Linked DNA regions of Pan troglodytes: region 2 is linked to region 1. The links are chromatin contacts, called in public Hi-C maps. All regions are on one chromosome and are shown on one strand. The core of a region is the stretch at or near the end of the contact, and the rest is flanking DNA. Distances in the headings are between cores, read along the strand shown. Region 1 overlaps MORC2 (MORC family CW-type zinc finger 2). Region 2 overlaps SMTN (smoothelin).

Evidence for each region. A called contact is a pair of places that touch in the nucleus more often than the background predicts.
Region 2: a Hi-C map of stem cell-derived neural progenitor cells shows a contact between it and region 1, with 4 times the contacts expected there. The contact joins two enhancer-like sites. A contact is called at or near these places in 3 of 7 Hi-C or Micro-C datasets (blood, induced pluripotent stem cells and stem cell-derived neural progenitor cells), 1 of 1 datasets of contacts at active chromatin or transcription factors (stem cell-derived excitatory neurons) and 1 of 1 other capture datasets (stem cell-derived neural stem cells).

What each region holds. Positions count from the first base shown.
Region 1 is chr23:33,065,910-33,070,336 of NHGRI_mPanTro3-v2.0_pri, reverse strand. MORC2 (MORC family CW-type zinc finger 2) reads left to right here. Exons shown (of 26, transcript XM_016938972.4): 6 at 3,276-3,384. Among named protein-coding and RNA genes, the nearest start is that of TUG1, 22 kb to the left of the region's middle. Within about 2 kb of position 2,351, at least 8 of the 24 cell types and tissues checked have an H3K27ac peak or open chromatin away from gene starts, as enhancers often do. A contact at or near this core is called in stem cell-derived neural progenitor cells and stem cell-derived neural stem cells, where this site is marked.
Region 2 is chr23:33,201,826-33,206,108 of NHGRI_mPanTro3-v2.0_pri, reverse strand. It overlaps SMTN (smoothelin), which reads right to left. Exons shown (of 23, transcript XM_016938985.4): 3 at 4,193-4,279; 4 at 3,886-4,016. The coding sequence starts at 4,274. Among named protein-coding and RNA genes, the nearest start is that of SMTN, 21 kb to the right of the region's middle. Within about 2 kb of position 2,263, at least 11 of the 24 cell types and tissues checked have an H3K27ac peak or open chromatin away from gene starts, as enhancers often do. A contact at or near this core is called in stem cell-derived neural progenitor cells and stem cell-derived neural stem cells, where this site is marked.

The DNA.
Region 1 (4,427 bases), core at 1,102-3,601:
AAATCCAGCAATGCTGTCCTGCTCCTCTTGGATGAAAACTTTCCTTCTCCTTGTCCCTCTATTGACTATAATTCTGGAACTGGAAGAAGTCAGAAAGTGGTGGTTTTTGGAGTAGCTTACCAGCTGTTCCCAGCTGAGTTTACTCCACAGATTGAAAAGTATGAACATCCAAAAACAGGGCAGGAGAGGCTGTACGTTTCTCTTGGCACAGTGCTCTAGAACTGCACCTCTCCTGTTGAAAATTTTTATTTTTACCCTGTAGTCAAGGATGTGAGTGATTCTCTTGTGGTGTTGGGATGTACCTGAGATGATGAAGGGGTCGCCTTACTGTGCAGCAGTGTTCCCTGAGCACCTGCTGCATGTCATGCTTTGTGCCAGGCACTGGGGATCCAGGGTAAGGAAGAGAGATGTGAGCCCTCCGTCCCAGAGGATGCTGAATGTACTGCAAGGCCCTTATAGCAGGGACCTACCTAATGTCTTCAAATCCCATGGGACTTTTTCTTAGCCTTAGTTCCCAGTTGGTTAGTGTTTGGAATGTGTTGTTCTGGTTTTGAGTGAAGCCCCAAGAGAAAGGTTTCTATTTCTGAAATGCTCACTTCCAGCTGTACATACCTTTGGATGGAATAAGATTTAGTGGAATTGGAGTTTGTGCAAATGGAATTGTGAGTCACGTTTCCAGTCTTGTCGTGGAAACGTGTTGTTTTGTTTGAGGGAGGGTGGTGGTTTGATCAGTCAGCAGCATCAGTTGGGCCTTGTGTGCAGTTGTGCTTTGGGTGTATGGAGAAGAAAGAGAGTACTTCTGAAGAAATCAGGACCTGGTATCCGGACTTTGTGATTTGTCTTTCAGGGCAGGAACCAAATGGTAATAACAGACACTTACCATGTGCCAGGCACACGAACGATCTCATTTAATCCTCATGATAGCCCTGTGAGGTTGTAGGTACTATTATTTTCAGATGAAGAAATTGAGGTTTATAAGGGTGAAGTTACTTTCCCAAAGGCATTAAAAATGCCTATGTGTAGAGCGCTAGGGTAGGAACCAGGTCTTTCTGACTGCAAAATGGAGCTGCTGTGCATTTCACTTAAATGACAAGCTAAGGTTCAAATCTCACTTCCGCTACTACGTCTCTAAGCCTCAGCTTCCTCCTTTGTAAATTGAGATGATAATGCATACCAAGTAGGTTAAGAATTACATGCTATCATTGCTGTGAGAGCCTGGTTTCTGCCTTTATTTCTCCTCCTTTGATGTTTCCATGGCAGATTGCTGGCCTGATTCAGTGGATCTGGGTAGGGGCTAGGAATGTGTTTTTCACAGATGAAATGAATCACCTGTAATCATATGATTCTGATGCAGGTTATCTAAATCCCCCAAACCTGAAGTCTCCTAGAATCAGGGGAAGCCCTGACTTTTCATCTAGATTGTAGATCAGCCTCCTCCTACCTGGTTCTGTCAGTTCTATGGCCTCAGGCAAGCCATTTCATCTCTCTGAATGTCTGTTTCTTAATGACCTCAGGCAAGCCATTTCACCTCCCTGAATGTCTGTTTCTTACTCTAGAAAATGGGGTTCTAATCTCTGACATTTGTAGAGTGAGGTTCAGAAGCAAATGAAATGTGACTCTGAAAGTGGTTAGCAGACTGGGAAGGAAAGCGTATAGAAGTTGAGAGTGTTATTAGCGTATTTCAGTGGAAGACTTTTGTGAAGGTCCCATTGAGATGGAGCCATCTAGTGTTCAGAGTAGACAGTAAAATCATCTTGAAACCAATTCAGAAGTTGAATAAGTTTCAGGAGAAAGTGATTTGTGGGGAGAATAGGGCTGAGAAGCAAGGAAGCCAGTAGAGAAGTGATATTTGGGGCTTTTGCTATTCAAAGGCTAAAGTCAGAATCAAAGACAGAAGGAAGATAGAGGCACAAAGTGAGTGTTTTTGCCAAGTTAGGGCAAGGGCATGCTTTGACAGAAGGCAAGATAACGTGCCTTACTTGCTCCCCATACGCTTTAGGGAAGGAGGAGGAGGTGGTGTGTGAAATTGTCAGGGCAAGGAGCATTGCCAGCACTTTGGGTACTGGAGGAGGAGAACGAGGACTTGGCAGCCCCCAGGGTATCTTTGAGTAGTGTCCTGGGAGTTTTCCTGAGTGTTTGGGGAAATGGGGCATGACATTCATTTGTGTGCTTGGCATGCCAGTCTGGTTTGTATTGGTACACAGAAGAGAGTAATGAGGCTTTCCATCTCCATCATCTCCCTGGGGTGTTATAAAGACTAATGAGATAATAGCTATAAAGCTCCAGAAGCTGCTGGAAGAAAGGAGCTGAACAGCCCCATTGTTCAGAGGGCGGTCCCCCTGCTGGTGCTTCACACGTCTGCCCTGCCCTGCCCTGCCCTGCGTTGCCTGGAAAGGCCTGTCCCTGCCTGCTTCTTAGCCGGCTTAACGTGGCCAAACAGAGGAAGGAAGCAGTTGAATCCATTCAGACTTTTGCCTTTTGGAAATCAGCCTCAAGGCACAGTTCCCAGAAACCAGTTGCATCCAAAAGCAGGGAGCTGCCTGTGTCATAATGAGCTTGAGGTGGCAAAACACTTCTGGGACAGGAGATGGCTGCAGTTATTGGACATGAGCTAATTACAGGCATCCTTGAATCCTGTGGTCAAGAATTATATTTTATTAGCCCCTCTGTATTACTGCGCCTTGGGTTCATACTGATGTTTTTTCGGGCTTGTGAGTATAGGCACTGGGCTTTTCACTTAACAGTGCTGCTGCCGTTTCATCAATGGAGGGGAGTTTGTGTCAGCTGAGGAAGGACACGGTGGGAACTGGGGGTGGTCAGCATGGAAGATGACGTGTTGAGGGTACCAGCTACTAAAGTCTGATGGTGGTACAGTCAGAGGGCACAGCACCTCTCATGCGGCTGGGATGAACCAAGAGCTCAAAGACAGCAGGGTTACTCTTCAGCGTTGTGGGGGGAGTGAGACTAACCTGGGGCTGGTGGTCTGCCATGAGCCCCCCCTAGAAGGGTGGTGAGAGAACCCTGTATGGTGTGGTTGAGAACGTTGTAAGTAAAGACTAAGGAGTTACAGGCCTGTGGAAAAGCAGAGGAAGGAGTGTTGGGGGATGGAGAGGGAACAAGGGTTGTGGAACTCAGCACACAGTCCTGGGACCTGGGGGGGCCTTTAGGAGAGCCCTCCAGCGGCACTTTCAATCATGTCCAGAGTGGATTGATTTCTTTCGCAGATGAGCTTTTGACTCCTGGGAGAATAACACCCATTTCCGTTTCCTTTTCAGGGGCTCAATGCGCATTGGGAAGGATTTTATCCTGTTCACCAAGAAGGAAGACACCATGACCTGCCTCTTCCTGTCTCGCACGTTTCATGAGGAAGAAGGCATTGATGAAGTAGGTCCCATCCTCGTGGTCTGCATCACCAGTCCTCATTTCCTGAGTCTGCCCAGGCGGTTTTCGTAGGTTATTTGCAATGCTAGACTCTTTGGGGTTGCAGGATTGGAGCACATTCCCCCTAATTGTTACGCAGTTAGCTGGCTGGATGAATTGGTTGAGGGGTTAAGGTAGATAACTTTAATGTGAGAGGAAGCAAAATCTCAGAGCACTTCAGAGAACAACTGTTTCCGAGAATGAGACTGTCAAGTGGCAGGAATTAAGAGTTGGATTTGCAGCTCCTCTAGATCTGCCACTTGAATTCCATTTTGGGGGGAGTGTTACCATGGAACATTGTTTTATTGGGGGGAGTATTTTGGGCTTCCCTGATCATGGTGTTTCCTATTTGGTGGTGATTTTGTGGAATGTGCTATGAGCTCATTTTCCTTTTGAAGAAATGTGTTACTCTATGTCAGAAACTATGACTCAGATACCTAGAGAGAGCCTGGGCAGGTAGTAAAGCAGGTGAGTGTATGGAAAACAGGAAAATAGAGCTGATGCTGTGGGTCTCATCTTGGGAGTGGCTGCTACACAGCCCCAGTGATTACTGCTATGCTGGAAGGAAGGACTAATGAATCCAGAATATTCTGAGTTTAAATCATTTTAGTAATTGACTGTGTAAGCTAAACACACATTTGGCCGATTCTCCTTGTGGCTCAGATGTCTGTGGAGCTGTTTCTGGTGAGGTCTATGCCCCCTCATTGTGGGAGATCAGGGCAGCTCTGTGGACTACCCAGCCTCAGACTGGACTCTTATCTCCTTTCCTATGTAAGACATGGAGGCCAGGGCTTGAAAGAAGGGGGGCTAAGAGGTTCTGTGGAAAGAAATCCGCAACTTCCATAGAAGCAGGTAATTGAATTCAGACTTACAATTTAATTCATCTGTGTTGATTAGCTGTGATTAAATTTGTTCTGGTTCTGTTTAGATCTGAGCCTTAATCATAGCAAACTTGTTCAGGTAGGGAATGGTAGGCCTTCCATCGTTACATAGCAAGCCAGTGGGTT
Region 2 (4,283 bases), core at 1,014-3,513, 140 kb before region 1:
CTGGAGTGAGTCAGCCAATCCTGTTGCCTCCCCCACACCTCCACCATGTAGAGCCACCTGCTACATACAGATCCTCCGTGGCTCAAGGGAGAGAGGACTGGCCCAGGGTTCCCCTGGAAGATAGTGGCAGAGATAAGCCTCCAGTGTGGGTCTGATAACCAGACGGGAGCCAGTAAAGGCGGGGTGATTTCCTCTGTCCCCACCCCCCAAATCATTCAGGGGTAGGGCCAAAGAACCCTCTATCATCTCCCTTTTTAGCGCCCCCCGTCATTCCTTTCTGCTTAGTGGGAAGGCCAGGTGGCAAGGGTGGGGATGGGATGGAGATAGTTTTCAGCAGGGAGTGTGGGCTGGCCCAACTCAGCCATGAGCCAGCTTGTCCTAGTCTGAAGAGAGCAGGGAGAGTCTTGGGGGAACAGCCCTCCAGGCTCCACATTCCTGAGGAATTATGAGAAGACCCCCTGAAACTCAGGCCAGAGCCCCTAGTTGGTTCCAGCCCTAGTCCAATCCTGGCTGGGTGATCAAGAGCATATCCCTTAAACTCTCTGTGTCTTGGTTTTTTCATTTGCCAGTGGGTGGGGTTGGGAACAGTGACTTGGCCTCTCCTGTACATAGCTGCAGTTGCAATAAACATCACCCCCATACTTGGTTCTAGCCAGTCAGGAGGAGGGAGAGAGACGAGGGGGCAAATGGGAAGGGCAGGATACCCCTAGGCATCAGTAACATTTATGGAGAGTCTGTGAGTCAAACCCTGTGCTGAGCCCCCTACTTGTCCTAAGCCCACAAAAACCCTAGATACTACTGTTATTCCCATTTGACAGATGAGGAGATTGAAGTCCAGGGAGGAGATGTGATTTGCTCATGGTCAAATGACCTGAGCCAGGATTTGAACCAGGTCTCTCTGACTCCAGGGCCTGCCCTAGGCTGAAGATAGCTCTGCTATTGGGGTCTGTGTGTCATGGTGGGGACCTCAGGGATCCTGGCACTGTGTTGGAGACCCCTCTAGCCTGGACTAGAGATGCTCTGAGGCCTAAGGAGGCCTTATAGCAGAGGCGGGGGGAATGAGGCTCACTCCCCAGCCCCCGGTGCTGGCTGTGTCTCAGGCCTAGAGCCTTCTGTGGTACATTTGGAGGCTGGGGGCTGGAGGGGACAGAGGGTCCAGCCCCTTCTGTACAGAGGGTAAAGAGGCCCAGAGGGGCAAGGGCTAGCCTTTTGTCTCCTAGGTCCCCATTCTCAGTGCTCTGGGCTCAGAGATGGGGTCCTTGTCTCTGACAAAAGCCTGATGTAGGAACTTGGCCACCTCTACAGCACAACCCCCGGAGCTTCAGTGTCCCCATCTGGAAAATGGGAGCCTCCCTCTGATCCCCCAAAGTGGGTGGGCAAGGCTGGAGACTGACAACCTCATTCCACTGGTCACCCTCTGGCACGACCCTTCCCTTTGGGCCTGGAGGCAAAGGTTGGACCACAGTGTCTCCTCTGTGTGTCCCTAGTTCCACGCGCCCAGGCCCCACCGCTGTGTAAGGAGGGAGCTGTGGGAGGGAGGGAAGGAAGTACAAAGCGCCATTGTCTACCGAGGGGGAAGGGGAAGGGGATGGGGCGGTTTCCGAAACTGCCCAGTGAAATTCTCCCGGGAGGAAAGAGGGTGCTTCCTCCCCCTGGGGAGCCGGCTCTCCGTGTACTCTCTGCCCTCGCTGTTGGGAACGCCTGGCAGGCCCTGAGGTCTCACTGGGCCTCAGTCTCCCCAACAGCACAACGGAGGGGGATCTCCAGGCTTTCAGTCCCAGCTCCCCCAGTTGCCCATGGGGGTCCCGCCGGCGGTGGAGGGAAGCCTCGCCAGGGGGCGCTGAAGGCCCGCAGGTTCTGCGACCGCCCTCCCTCGCAGGGCACCGCCCTCGCCTCGCCCACCCTGCCTCGCGCTAGGCGCCGAAGGGGTAGCCAGGTAGGAAGACACCCGCTACCGCCTGCTTCAGTGTCCGGATCTAAAGGGAAGAAACCAAGGTCCCCAGGACACCCAGCTGAGTGGCGGAGGTCGAACTCGAACTCGGGACCGAGGCAGAGGGCGTCCCGGCGGGTGGTGGAGGGGCACGCGGCGTGCAAGTCCCCAGGCGTCCCCATTCCTCCCATCCCCGGCCCAATCCTCAAGAATGTGCGGGAGCCGGGGCCGGAAGCGACTGCCCGCGTCCCCAAATCGGCCAGACGCTGGGGCGCAGGGCGGGCGGAGCGGGCCTAGCTTTTCCTTATATGGCCCGGCCCCGCGGGGAGGAGCCCGGCTCGGGACGCCCCCGTTCTTGCCACGAGGCCAGCGGGGGCCGGGCCGGCGCGCGGGGCGCAGTAATGGCGGGCGCCGGGTGCTGGAGGAGCCGCTCCCGGGGTCGGAAAGACTTCGAGAGGCACCGATCCCGAGACCGGGGCAGGTTCTCATCTGTCCTTTCCCAGAGATTCAACCACTGCTCCAGCTTCTCTCCAAAACTCTTTTCCAGCGCCGCCGGAGGCTCGCTTAAGAGAGGGAGGTGGCGGCTGAAGAACCCTGAGCCTGCCTGTGGACACCTTGAGATGAGGATGTGCGGGAACCTGGCCTGGCATTCCCTCTTTTTGGACTGCGCTGCCTCTACGACCCCCACTGGGACTTGGACTTCCTGAGGGAAGGTCGAACTGACTGGCGGGCACCTTTGGAAACCCAACCTCATCCCCTCCAGGCTGCACACATCCTGCGGTGATAGTGGAGAGGCAGACACCCAGAGAGTCTAATGCACTGGTCCGAGAACATACAGGCAGAGTGCCTTGGGGAGGTCATGGCAGCAGCTGGGCACTGCCCAGTGGCAGGGCTACGCTGGTTGGTTCCAGCCTCTGCCTGCGGGGGAAGGTATGAGAGTGGGGTGGGTCACTTGTCTTCTAGGTAAAGTAAATCTTTAATTTACCCCCATGGACAAGGGTCAGGGACTGAGGAGATGGAGCTCCTCTGGCCCCTCCTCCAGGTCAGGCTGCCTGGCCTTGGGGGTTGGGGAAGGAGCCCTGCCCCCTGGGTTGCCCTACGGCCTCTCTGTGCATGGAGGTAGACAGGGCTCTCAGGAAGAGGAACAAGAAAGGGGATGGAGTGGGCTCATCTTTCCTCCACCTGAGATCTGGGTCCATGCCTCATTCTGTCCCCATGCCAACTCTAGGACCTAGAGCTTGTGTGCAAACACATCTCCCTCCCTCCCTTCATTTTACAGGTAGAGGAACTGAGACTCAAGAGTAGAAAAATGAGATGAGAAGCCACAGAATCCACAAGGGCCCACAAAACCTGTCTCTCTCTTATGGCCTCGTCCAGCCTTGACTTTCCCAGGACTCTGGTCCCCCGTGGCCCACTATGGGGTTGGGATTTTGGCACAGCTCCTTCTTAGATGGGTGTCCTTGAGCAGGTGATTTTAACTCTCTTGAGTCGCAGTGCCCAGGCTTTCAGAGCTGCTGTGATTATTCTGTGACATGGTATACCCAGTACCCAGCCTGCCCCCTGCCAGGCCTTGGCATTATTAATCATTGCTGCTACCATTATCACTGGGCCAGCTTCCAGGGGTGGGCATTGCTTGAGCTATTGCTCTGGAGAGGCATATCCAGCCTCCCCACACCTGTGGCTGCATACGGGTGAGTCTACAGCAGTTACTGTTTAAACAGGTGGTGGCTGTGGAGGGTTGGGAGGGACTAGGCTTCAGTACCAGGCATGGACAGGCACATGCCACAAGGGCCTCTGCATCAGCCACATGGAACTGGCCTACCCCTGTTCCCATATCCCCCTCCTCCTGACCTTTCCCCCATCACTTCTTCCTGTCAGCTGAGAGGTACCCTGGATTGACCCTGCCTCTCTGGCTTGGCTTTCCTGTCCCCATAGTGGGTGATGGGGCCACTTACCAGCTTCCGAAGGGCTCCCTCATCCAGCCCAGCTAAGGCCTCGTCCGCCATCTCGCTGGCCCCTAGCTCCGTTGGTTCCTTTCTGGTGAGATCCCCAGTGCCTGTGGCACCTGTCACCAGCTCAGAGAATTCTGCAGGGGACAGACATGAATCAGGCATGCTGGGGCTTCTAGAAACCACAGGCACTTAGGCTCTGTGCCTTACTTTCCCTCTCTAACCTAGGAGCGTCCATTACTGTCCCATCCTATAATGTGGCTCCTGGCTGGAAGCTGCCCTCTGCCCTAGGGTGGTTTGCTGGAAAACTCACCAAACCCAGGGTAGGGGGTCTCTGGTTCCAGCCCTGCCAGCTTGGCCGCCAGTCTGCTGTGTGGCCTGGGATAGACTCTCATCCTGTCTAA